Linked DNA regions of Mus musculus: region 1 is linked to region 2. Evidence: chromatin contacts called from public HiChIP or PLAC-seq data. All regions are on one chromosome and are shown on one strand. The core of a region is the stretch at or near the end of the contact, and the rest is flanking DNA. Distances in the headings are between cores, read along the strand shown. Region 1 holds the start of Prex1 (phosphatidylinositol-3,4,5-trisphosphate-dependent Rac exchange factor 1). Region 2 overlaps Prex1 (phosphatidylinositol-3,4,5-trisphosphate-dependent Rac exchange factor 1).

What was found. HiChIP or PLAC-seq counts read pairs in DNA pulled down with a chosen protein or histone mark.
Region 1: an H3K4me3 HiChIP or PLAC-seq map of neural progenitor cells shows a contact between it and region 2, with 5 times the contacts expected there. The contact joins the promoter of Prex1 here to the enhancer-like site in region 2. A contact is called at or near these places in 5 of 39 promoter capture datasets (the HPC-7 cell line, cranial neural crest, frontonasal cranial neural crest and 2 more), 1 of 15 datasets of contacts at CTCF or cohesin (CD8 T cells), 50 of 484 Hi-C or Micro-C datasets (CD4 T cells, CD8 T cells, CD8 central memory T cells and 30 more), 31 of 115 datasets of contacts at active chromatin or transcription factors (CD4 T cells, CD8 T cells, the HPC-7 cell line and 20 more) and 3 of 9 other capture datasets (adipose tissue, liver and pancreatic islet).

Annotation. Positions count from the first base shown.
Region 1 is chr2:166,711,259-166,716,454 of GRCm38.p6, forward strand. Prex1 (phosphatidylinositol-3,4,5-trisphosphate-dependent Rac exchange factor 1) reads right to left here and starts at 2,574. Exons shown (of 40, transcript NM_177782.3): 1 at 2,257-2,574. The coding sequence starts at 2,460. It overlaps Gm46777 (a long non-coding RNA gene), which reads left to right and starts at 2,571. Exons shown (of 3, transcript XR_001783555.2): 1 at 2,571-5,196.
Region 2 is chr2:166,669,637-166,674,850 of GRCm38.p6, forward strand. All of the region lies in intron 1 of Prex1 (phosphatidylinositol-3,4,5-trisphosphate-dependent Rac exchange factor 1), which reads right to left. Among named protein-coding and RNA genes, the nearest start is that of Gm50596, 31 kb to the right of the region's middle. Within about 2 kb of position 1,560, at least 58 of the 459 cell types and tissues checked have an H3K27ac peak or open chromatin away from gene starts, as enhancers often do. A contact at or near this core is called in CD8 T cells, CD8 central memory T cells, DN3 thymocytes and 17 more, where this site is marked.

The sequences.
Region 1 (5,196 bases), core at 1,324-3,823, 43 kb after region 2:
CAGTTGATATTTACATAGCTGACTGCCTGCAGGCACTGCTTAGAGTATTCAAGATAAGTTACACAATCCTATAAAACCAACAGGACAACCTCTAGTCTCCTCTCCCACTTTATAAGGGAATAAAGGCCCAAAGATGTCAAGCCAGCTTGCCTTAAATCACAGAGCCAAAGGCCTCACACCACACAGTCTGGCTCTGAATTTGGAGCTCTGGACCTTGTATTATATTATTTATCTGTCTGGTTGTTTGTTCATTTGTTATTTGTTTATTTATTTTCAGGGGTGCACGTATGCTATGGTGTGGCCTTAGGGATCAAACTCAGGTTCTCAGGTTTAGAGGCAAGTGCCTCGAAAGCTCTCATCCTTCCCACCAGCTCAAGCTCTGGACTTTTTAAAGAACCCATTTTGCCACTGTAAAACTACACTGGCTCCTCCCAGACAGCCAGGAGCCCAGGGAACCCCCTCCAGCCAGGGTGTACAAAAGCTGACAAGTTGGGGTGGGGAGAATCCCAGAAGAGCTGCCCGCTCTTCTGTGCCCTACTGCATGCAGAAAAGCCCGGGTGGTCAGAAGAGCATGCAGCTCCCGGCCAAGCTTCCAGGACTAAGTGGCCTCCCTCGGGTTGCCTGAGGGCCATTCCCTAGTGGCCAGAGGTGGCCTCCAGGGCTCACAGGGCAAGACACACTACTCAGGTTACACAATCAGTCCTCCACTTCTGGCACTGGCTTGGGGACCCAAGTAAGGGCAAGGCAGAAAAGCAGCCTGGGGTCCCCTGCTCTTGTACACGTGGGGAAACCGAGGTCAACACAGGAAGCAACGGTGTCCCAAGACACAATAATGTCTGTCTGGCTCATCTCAGAATGCCCCAGTCACACAACAATGGCTGTCCACAAACGACAGGTGTCCTGGGATGACATGAAAGTCAGAGAAAACTTTTCCCCCCCTGGTTTCTTTAATTCTAAGAATGTGGACTCTAATCAATTTCCATTATCCTAGCGGCCCCGTCTCCGTAGGGACGATTTAAAACCGCAGTCAACCTAGCACAACAGCCAGGGGCACACATGGGGGAGTGGGTTTTGTTTTTTTTCCCCCATTAATATAAAAACTAGTTTAGATTTCCTGTTTCTTTTTAAGGCTGAGCAGCTCAGTCACTGCGAGGGGGAAGTGAGGAGTTCCCTAGAATCTGTCATTGCTCAGCAATGCCAGAGTGGCTGCCTCTTTCATTTAGAAACTGCCAGCTTCAAGCCCTACCCGATTCTCTCTCTCTCTCTCTCTCTCTCTCTCTCTCTCTCTCTCTCTCTCTCTCTCCCCCACCCCCTTCTCAACTGTGAGAGAGGAAGAGATGGGAAAGAAAGCCAACCCTGTCTTATTCTCACAGGCCTTTCCAGAAGGATCCTTGGGCCAAAGGGCTTTCAATGCCTCCACACAGCGTCTTCCCCCCCCCCAACTTCGTACTCCCTCCTCCCTCAGTGGGAACCCCCCCCCCCGACCTCACACAGACTCCCCTGCATCCTTAAGCCATTGAGTGTTTCTTTTTCCCAGATGGAGAGAACTCCAGTGTGATTGGGGGTCTCTTGAAACACACACACACACACACACAAACGCACGCCTTCCTGAAGCAGGGTTAAGACTTCCTCCAACCCAAGAAGGGAGTTAAAGCGGCCCCAGCAGGAGGCACGGAGATTAAAGCCCTCAGGTCTCTAAGACCAGCCCTTCCCACCCCCTCCAGTTTTCTCACTTCCTAGGAGGGTAGGGAAGTGGCCCCTTCCTCATTCTCACTAGAGACACCAGGGCAACTACGTACCGGAGTTTAAAGCCCCCGCAGGGCTGCCCTGGGTCACCGCCCTGCATCCAACCCTACGACGTAGCCTGCAGAACTATCCAGAGCAAGGGACTCAACCTCTCTGGAGCCGAACTCTTCCCTGATCTTAAGGATCAGAAAATATAACCTACTGATGAGCCCGGTAACGGCACAGTCTGCTGATACCAGTGTAAGGTGCGTGGTACACAGACGCACTCGGACGCTGTTTTGCAGTCTAAGGCTTTGACTGTGCAATTCGAGCTGGGGCAAGGCTACGGAGCCCAGGGTCCCCGGTGCAGCTAAGGAGCCCCTACCCGGGCTTCTCCCTACACTGGCCCCCCAGCGGGGCGGCCCCGGGCAGCGGCCGCGCGGATGTAACCATTTCAAACTATGCACAAGGCGGGGAGCCACAGACAAAAGCGCAACGCGGGCCGGCCGGCCACAGGTGGCGGGAGCTCACCGACTGCAGGAAACGCAAGGTGCCCACGTAGTCGCGCTCGGTGCCCAGGATCTCGTTGAGTACGCACAGACGGAGGCGCAGCTGGCGCTCCGAGTCGCGGGCGGCCGCGCACGGCCCGGAGACGGGGCCGCGAGCATCGGGATGCGCACCGTCCCCGCCTGGGTCCCCGCCGCCGTCACCACCACCGCTGCCGGGTGCCTCCATAGCCGCGCGGCGCCCGAACTTCCCGCGCCGAGGTCGCGCCGCGGCTTAGGCGTCCGGGCTCCGCATCCCGGACAGGCGCCGCTCAGCGGGCCCGGGGCAGGCGGAGCGGGGGCGGGACCTGGGCGGGGTCATGGTGTATGGGCGGGGCCTTGGTAGAGAGGGCTGAGCGATGGGCGGGGAAGGAGGCGGGGTCAATCTGCTAGTGGGCGGGGATCTTTGTAGAAAATGGACGGGGTGGGGCGGCACCTCATGCGGAAACTGGGCGGGGACTAATGGAGAATGGACTGAGCTGGGGCGGAGTCTGGTGGGATTGGGCGGGGATTGGGCGGAGCCCCCTCCCGGCTTCCAGGGAGCGTCGGCCAAGAGCCGGTTCGTGCGCGCGCCGCACAGTCAGAGTTTGGGGCTGGAAATGCGTCGCCCCAGACCCCAGTCAGGTCGTGGTTCTGCTGAGTCTGTAGGCCAAGACCCATTCAGCAGTTCTGCAAGAGCAGCTCGCGCCATCCACCCGTAAGGAGTGCCCCGTGGGTGATCTGCTGGAGCCGGATCAGCGACCACCACGCGCATCTCCTGACGCCCGGAAGAGCAGCTCGACGCCCCCACCAACACGGCCGCTCATGCCCTCGGCTTACGGTGACCTTGGAAGAACTCTAGCTGCATCTTTGTCCTTACTTCTGTTTCTCTTTCCGTCGGAGCTCTGCGCCTACTGTCCCAGCGCTCCCCATCCCTAAGCAAAGGTGCCCACTTGGACGAGACCGTTGCAGGAAGCCGCCCTCGTACCCACCAGAGATAAAGCCAAAATGGGAATTTTGCTGCCAGCCGACAGGCTGTTCTGTGTGACCTTGATCTTTCAAACGTTCAGTTAACGTGCTAACCCCCCTTTACCCTCGAGAGGCATTGGGACCCGAGTCAGCCTCTGGGGTTCAGCCCCTCATTGATGACCTTGGTCAGCACCCCCATCCCACCTAAAGCTCCTCCGTTTGCCTCACAGTACAAGGGGAAGAACAGTAACACCTAACTCTTAGGGACCAGCATACGGCTGAGCCATAGTCCCTGGAAAGTGATTTTAACACCCTAGAAAGTCTTATCTTCGTTCTTAATTATTCCTGCCTTTGTCAACTGCCCTCTTGACCGGGCCTCTGAACTGCTTGTTCAATCCCTACCTGCCCCGCCTCAGATCTATTATCTCCTATGGAGTCAGTCCCTGTTTCACAAAATAGCCTCTGTGGAGTGTCATCATTTCTGGGGCAGGAGCACTGTCCTCTATTTACTTCCCTTCAAGATGCCTAGAATAGTTCTCTGGGGCCTTGAAGTAAAACAGTCTTTTGCACAAGGATAGAGGAGAGACTGTGGTAGCTCCTGCTACCCCTGGCCCTGTTCCTTTGGGGCCTAGGGCACCGTGACATTTGATGTGGGCAAGGTATCCTAGGTAAATGGATGTAAAAGGGTGAGCCCATCAGGTATTGGTCATGGAGTGAGTGTTTCCAAAGAATCATTATCTTCTTGTTTCTGAGCTTTCCAGACATAACACTGCTTCTGTCCTTAGATCCAGCACCTTTTTGGGTTTCAGTGGGCCCTGTCTTGAAATCATTACTCGCTAGCTGGTAGCAGTCACGAGCCAGCCAAATCCAGCTGCCTGGGTGACCTTGGCCAAGACACTTCACCTTTCTGAAGCTCCATTTTTTTTTTTTTAATCTGTAAGATGAGAGTCTGAGGGAACAAACCCAGGATTAGTGACATCTAGGGTCAGGTTAGTTCTCCATTGTAAGAGCATAGCAGCACACAGTACCCGGGATGTCCCAGGAGCACCCCGTCCACAGTTGTGAGCCGTCGGTGCCTTCTAAGGTAGCCAGAGAACCTCTGACACACGCAACACAGCTAGCTGGGTTAGGTAGTGCTAAGTAAACACTAGTCCCCTTCTCAGCCTGTGACCAAGGCTGGAGGTTAGCCTCACATTTACACATGGGTCCCACCCTCCAAACAAGAACTGACTGTCAGAAAGAATGACCGAGCACTTCCACATCTGTGGACGGGCCCCTCACATCATCTCCCACCCTGGAACAGTGACACTGCCTAGCACACGTGTCTGGATTTCTTGTGGAGCTCTTTGTTGCTGGTTTGTTGGATTTATGTAGCCCAGGACAGCCCTGAACTCCTGATCCTCCCGCCCCAGTCCCCAGAACGCTAGGGTTACAGGCCTGCATCACCAAATCTAGTTCTGTGTGGGCTTTTCCTCTGTGAGTAATGGGACTTTCTTCAACCTGGTGTTGTAAGACTTTGAGCATACAGTAAGCAGCCAATAAGTGCCAGCCTTTACTAATTCCGCTCACAGTCTGATGCTAGAGGTGCCTGTGTCTTTTAGGGTTGATTTGCAGTAAAGAGAAGGAAACACGGGCTAACAAGAGCTTAAAAGCTAAGGGCATCATTTTCTCAGAAGAGGCCCAGAGCTGGGTTCCTGAGGCTGACTCAAAATGTAGTAACGTCGTCAGAGCACCTCTGACCTTGCTGTCTCTGTCACGGTGTTTGGCCTCCAAGTCACAAGATGGCTGCTGAGAAGAGACATCACCTCCTCTCACACAACTGTCCCGTGGCAGAAAGAGGACAAAGGGGACCCTGTCTCTTCTGTGCCTCTCTTATTGAAAGGATAAAAGTTAAGACCCAGCAGGTCAGAGCTGGGTCGCGTGGCCACTCCCCTAATAGTCCCTGACCAAGACCAAGGATCACAGCATTGACTTAGGA
Region 2 (5,214 bases), core at 310-2,809:
CAGGCAAAACTCCACTAGACTCATTCATAAAAACTGCACTGCTGTCTACTCTGCCCAAGAACCTGGCTTTGAGGTGCCCCATTTGGTGGTGCAAGGCTTGGCTCCAGGCATCAAGCTCACCACCAACACCCAGTCCTTCGGAGAGCACAAGCCAGGTCGTTTGGCTCAGACTTCTGAGCCTCCCTCCCTCCAGCCAAGAAGCACTCATTCCCTTGGCTGGCTGTCTTCCCTCAGCTTTTATTGCTGATCTTCAAGTTCACCAACCAACTCCTTCTCACTGGACAATGACCCTCGTGCGTGCAGGCACACAACCTCAGGTGTGAGTCCTCACTCTCCACTCTATTTGAGGCAGGCCTCTTGGCTGTTTTGCTGTTGCTGATGCCAGGTTTGCTGCCCCGTCCCCCAGCTTCCAGAGCTTCTCCTGCCTCTACCTCTCATCCCCCAGTAAGAGTGCTGGGTTCGCAGACACTCCTTCATCTGGCTGGCGTTGGGTCCTTGGGCTTTGAACCGAAGGTCCTCATGTTTGCACAGTAAATGCTTTGACTCGTGTGCCATCTCCCTGGCCCATCGTCTGACGTTTTAGATCTAGTACATCAGCAAAAAAGGCCAGAGTCCAGGGTTAGAATAGGAAAGATGAAGCTTTCTGAGGATAGACAGAGCTGTGGAGAGAGAGAGAGAGAGAGAGAGAGAGAGAGAGAGAGAAAGAGAGAGAGAGGGAGGGGGAGAGGGAGGGGGAGAGAGAGAGAGATCAGAGAGGACAGGTGCTGGAGCAGTTGGGACTAAGGGGCCCTGGGGACAGGGCTGCTCCAAACGGAGAAAGGGGAGGGACCAGGTGAGACCCAGGAACAGAGGCTTGAAAGAAATTCCCCGTGGGAGGGGTGTGGGGCCACACTAGAGGTGGCAGGGTCAGAGACCCTTTGCAAGGACCAATGAGCAATGACCACCCAAAACTATACTCTAAGTGCCCTGGAAGTAGAGTCCTCCTGCAAAGCCCTCAGTACCTGGGGCCCAAGGTGTGACAAATGATGAAGGTCTGGCAGAGAGGTGGTGCAAGGGAGGGAGGAAAGGAGGGAGGAAGGGAGGGAGGGAGGGAAGGAGGGAGGGAGGGAGGGAGGAGGAGGTGTGAAAGAGGGAGGGAGGGAGGGAGGTGTGAAGGAGGGAGGGAGGGAGGTGTGAAAGAGGGAGGGATGGAGGGAGGGAGGGAGGGAGGTGTGAAGGAGGGATGGAGGGAGGTGTGAAGGAGGGAGGGAGGGAGGTGTGAAGGAGGGATGGAGGGAGGTGTGAAGGAGGGAGGGAGGTGTGAAGGAGGGAGAAGAGGAAGATGGGGCAGGGAATTTGACAGGTGAGGGGTAGAAAAGCAGCTCACTGACCCTGAGCCTTCCTAACCCCTCTCCCACACAGACTCATTAAACCTCAGTGGTGAACTGAGTCCTGGATGCAGTTGGCCTCTGAGGCCTCACTGGGGTCCAGAAATGCTCAGGAAACGCTGCACAGCACTGGCAGGAGGCCGTTCCCATGGCCTCCTTCCTCACCATGGTGATGGACGGCAGTGGCACCATCTGAGCGTCTGAGCACATTCCTCCTTCCTGCTCACCCTGGAGACAGACCCCCATGTCCCTACCTTCCCTACCGACTCCTAAGCCCCGCCCCCTGCTATTCAGAACCCTGTGAACATCATCCGTCTGCCAATCCAGTGACAGCCAGTTCTGTGTGTCCAGGGATCTGGGTCTACACTTGGCAATGGTTTTTATTTCACACGTGTTTGAAGGACCAGTGAGGTGGCTCAGCAGGTAAAGGCACTGACTGCCAGGCCTGACAGCCTGAGTTCAATCCCACAGAAGGGAAGGAGAGAGAGAACTCAGGGTTGATGGAGAAAACCCTGGCTCCATCCAACACATGAAAGCAAAACAGTTTGACACCGAGTTCACCCTCTGGCCTCCACGTGCATGCACATACATGTGTATGTGCACACTCATGTTTGTGCACGCGCGCGCACACACACACACACACACACACACACACACGCGCGCGCGCATCAAAAAAGCCTGAAAATAAAACAGGAGACGCAAAGTGGGTCCAAAGAATGTCCTAAAAAAGCAAGGGTGCCTGAGGGCAGCTGGCAGCCATCACTGCCATCCACAGGCCTTGCCCCTTCTAGCCACATCCTCTTCCTGCTGCTCCAGATTACAAATTTATACAAGAGAACAAACTGCAGGCTGGGGAGGGGGCGGGGGAGCGGGGAGGCAGAGGCAAGCTCTCCTTTAACCCCAGCATTTGGGAGGCAGAGGCAGGTGGGTCTATGAGTTTGAGGCCAGCCTGGTCTACAGAGCAAATGCCGGGCCACCAAGAGCTACACAGAGAAACGCTGTCTCAAAAAACAGAGACAGACAGAGAAAGACTAACCTTGAAAGGGGATGGGGCTGAGGGATTTGCCTCAGTGAAAAGGGTGCTTGCCCAAAAGCAAGCAGATACAGCAGAAATGTCGGCTGTTCAAGGTCCACACATATGGCAAGCCTGAAGCCAGCCTGGGCTAGAGACTCTACCTCACAGGAAAACAAATTGTAAAATCTGTAATTATAAGGAATCTTACAGGCAGGTCTGGAATCTGGGGGAAGATCTGAAGAGGCCCCTGGAGAGAGCTACTTGCAAAATGTTTTAGAAATGAGAAAGGCCCGGCAAGGCTATCATCACCTAATGGTACACGGCTACACTGCTACAGTCCGATTTTGAAGAATGATCAAAACACATCTTTTTCCCCAAACATCACAGATGACAAGTGGCCACCAGATGCTGGGGACAGGAAATACGGTTGTGGTTTATTTTCTTTGTTTTCAAAAATTAGTGATGCCATTTAAAAAAAAAAAATCCAGGCCAAATAAAAAAAGTAGAAACGGTGGGTTTTCTTTTTTGAGGGTAGGGAGGGAGGGATGCCCCCTCTCAGACCTCCACAGACTTGATGGCAGACACACCTGAAGCCAGCAGCACCAGAGGAGAAGAACCCAAACAGAACTTTTGATCAACCTCCTGCATCTGAGTCGTCGTGGGAAAGTCTCTGGGAGCCAAGAACCTAACACCGGAGCCCAAAGAGCTTGCTTCAGGGCACAGGGCACGTGTCAGGCTGTGACGCAAGTCCACCCACAGAAACATCATGAAAGCCACCGTCAAGCGTCCTCTGGAATCTCAGCTGCAACCCCAGGGACTGAACCCAAAGAACTCCTAGGTCCCAGAAGCCCCAGCCTGGCTATGACAGAGGCCACCCTACCTTTCATCACCCACTTCTCTCCTTCCTCCAGGTGAGGCACCTAATACTGCCCCCCGGAACCACCGAGCACCCCCAGATCAACTGCACCCGTGGCTCACGTTCTGGCTTCAGGGATACCAAGTCCCCTCTGTTTTAGCCTGTCTGGTCTGGACGGTCATCAGTCCCTTACACAGAAAGCCACCAGCCAAGGACTAAATGGGGTCTTTAGGGAGTGAGGTCCAGCTGTGCCCACCCATTCAGCATGGGTAAGGGTCCACACCTACAAATCTCATGGAACTGCTCCTTCACCCACTCCACTCTGGGACAATAAGCTCCAGGCCCACTCTGCTCCACTCAGCAGGGCTGCGTGAATGATGCTGTGACTCGTGGTAGTGGTAGTGGTGGTGGTGGTGGTGATGGTGGTGACGATGACGGTGATGTTGGTGATGCTGCTGCTGCTGCCGATGCTAATGTTGTGGACGGTGATACTGACACTGATGCTGATGATGGTGGTGCTGATGTTGATGATGACAATGACGATTCTGCCTATGTTCACAGGGCCATCGAGAGCTTCCAGGCCATGAAGAAACAATAAAGTGGCCTGCCCAGGATCACACAACCTCTCCTGGCTAGTCTACCAGTCAGCCCTCCCCAGTCACCCACAATGCTGGTATCTACACCTTCCCTATTCAGCCTGCTTCGACCTCAATAACCCCAACTCTTGCTCACCAACCACTTCTCCGCTATCTAGCTGTTGCCAGAATAAGGTCTAAACTTGGGCTGCACAGGTCCTAAAACATGCTCAGTCACCTGTTCTTAGAAGGTACAAGTGACAGTGAAAAGATGAGAAAGAGCTGATTCAGTTTGGGCTTAAAGGACAAGAGGCCTACAGAATGCAGCCATGCTGGAAGAGGGGTGGCCCTGCCTGTCACTGACCCATCTTTGTCCTGACTTAGAAATACCCTCCTGAGAGGCAAGTTTCTCTTCTGGCCGGTATCAGTCCTCAGCCTGTCCCTTCTCTCAGTGTGAGAGTCCTGGGGAGAGCTTAATTGTTCAGGGTCTGTGTTTAAATATCCTGGTACCAGAAGTGTCTCCCTCTCCACTCCGTCTACTCTAGATGCTTCTATTCCACTGGGCCTGAAACACGGTGTTCTCGCCCTCAGACTTCACAGTCACCCTGGCCACGCCAGCCTCCCCAGCCTCCATCCGGTCCTTCAGTCACTCAGCACAACACGGCTAACACCAGTCTTTGCTCTTCCGGCTTCCTGTACTGCTCTCCTCCTCCCCAGACCCTGCAGCAGCCCCAGTCTTCCTAAAGACTCCATTCCTACATCGCTCTGTACAGCCACACACCCCTCAGCCGAAAGGGCGTGGCTCACTCCGCTCTGCTCTCCTGTTCTCTTCCCCACTGACCGTCTTGCTCTTCATCTTCTTACTTGTTGGCTGTCTGCCCTCACACAGCACCTTCAGGCTTCTTCACTGTCCTGGCACCTAGTGACCACAGCCCCTCAAGGCAGGTGTTCAAAACATATTCGTGAATGAATAAGTAAGCGAGTCGGTAAGCAAATGCGTGAATGAATGAATGAATGAATGTGTGAACATGAATGTGAATGAGTAGGTGAATGAATGAGTGAAAAGTAGATAAGTGAATGAACAAATGCATGAATGAACAGGCAAATTACTGCATAGCTGAATAAATGAATGAATGTGAGAATGCATGACTAAGCAAGTAAGAGTGAGCAAATCTGAGTGGTGAATGAATGAATGAACAAATGAATGAGTGAGTGCTGGGGTCTCTCGATCCACTCAAGGCTATTCTAAACTCAGTCTCCTTCATTCAGGGATCTGTCTCAGTTGCTAACTCTGATCCTCAGGAGAAACAGGACCAAGGCAAGCTCAGCACTCAGAAGTAGATCTGCTGACCCACCATGACCCACCGTGCACAGCGCCAGGAGGGCAGGAGGCGGGGCCAG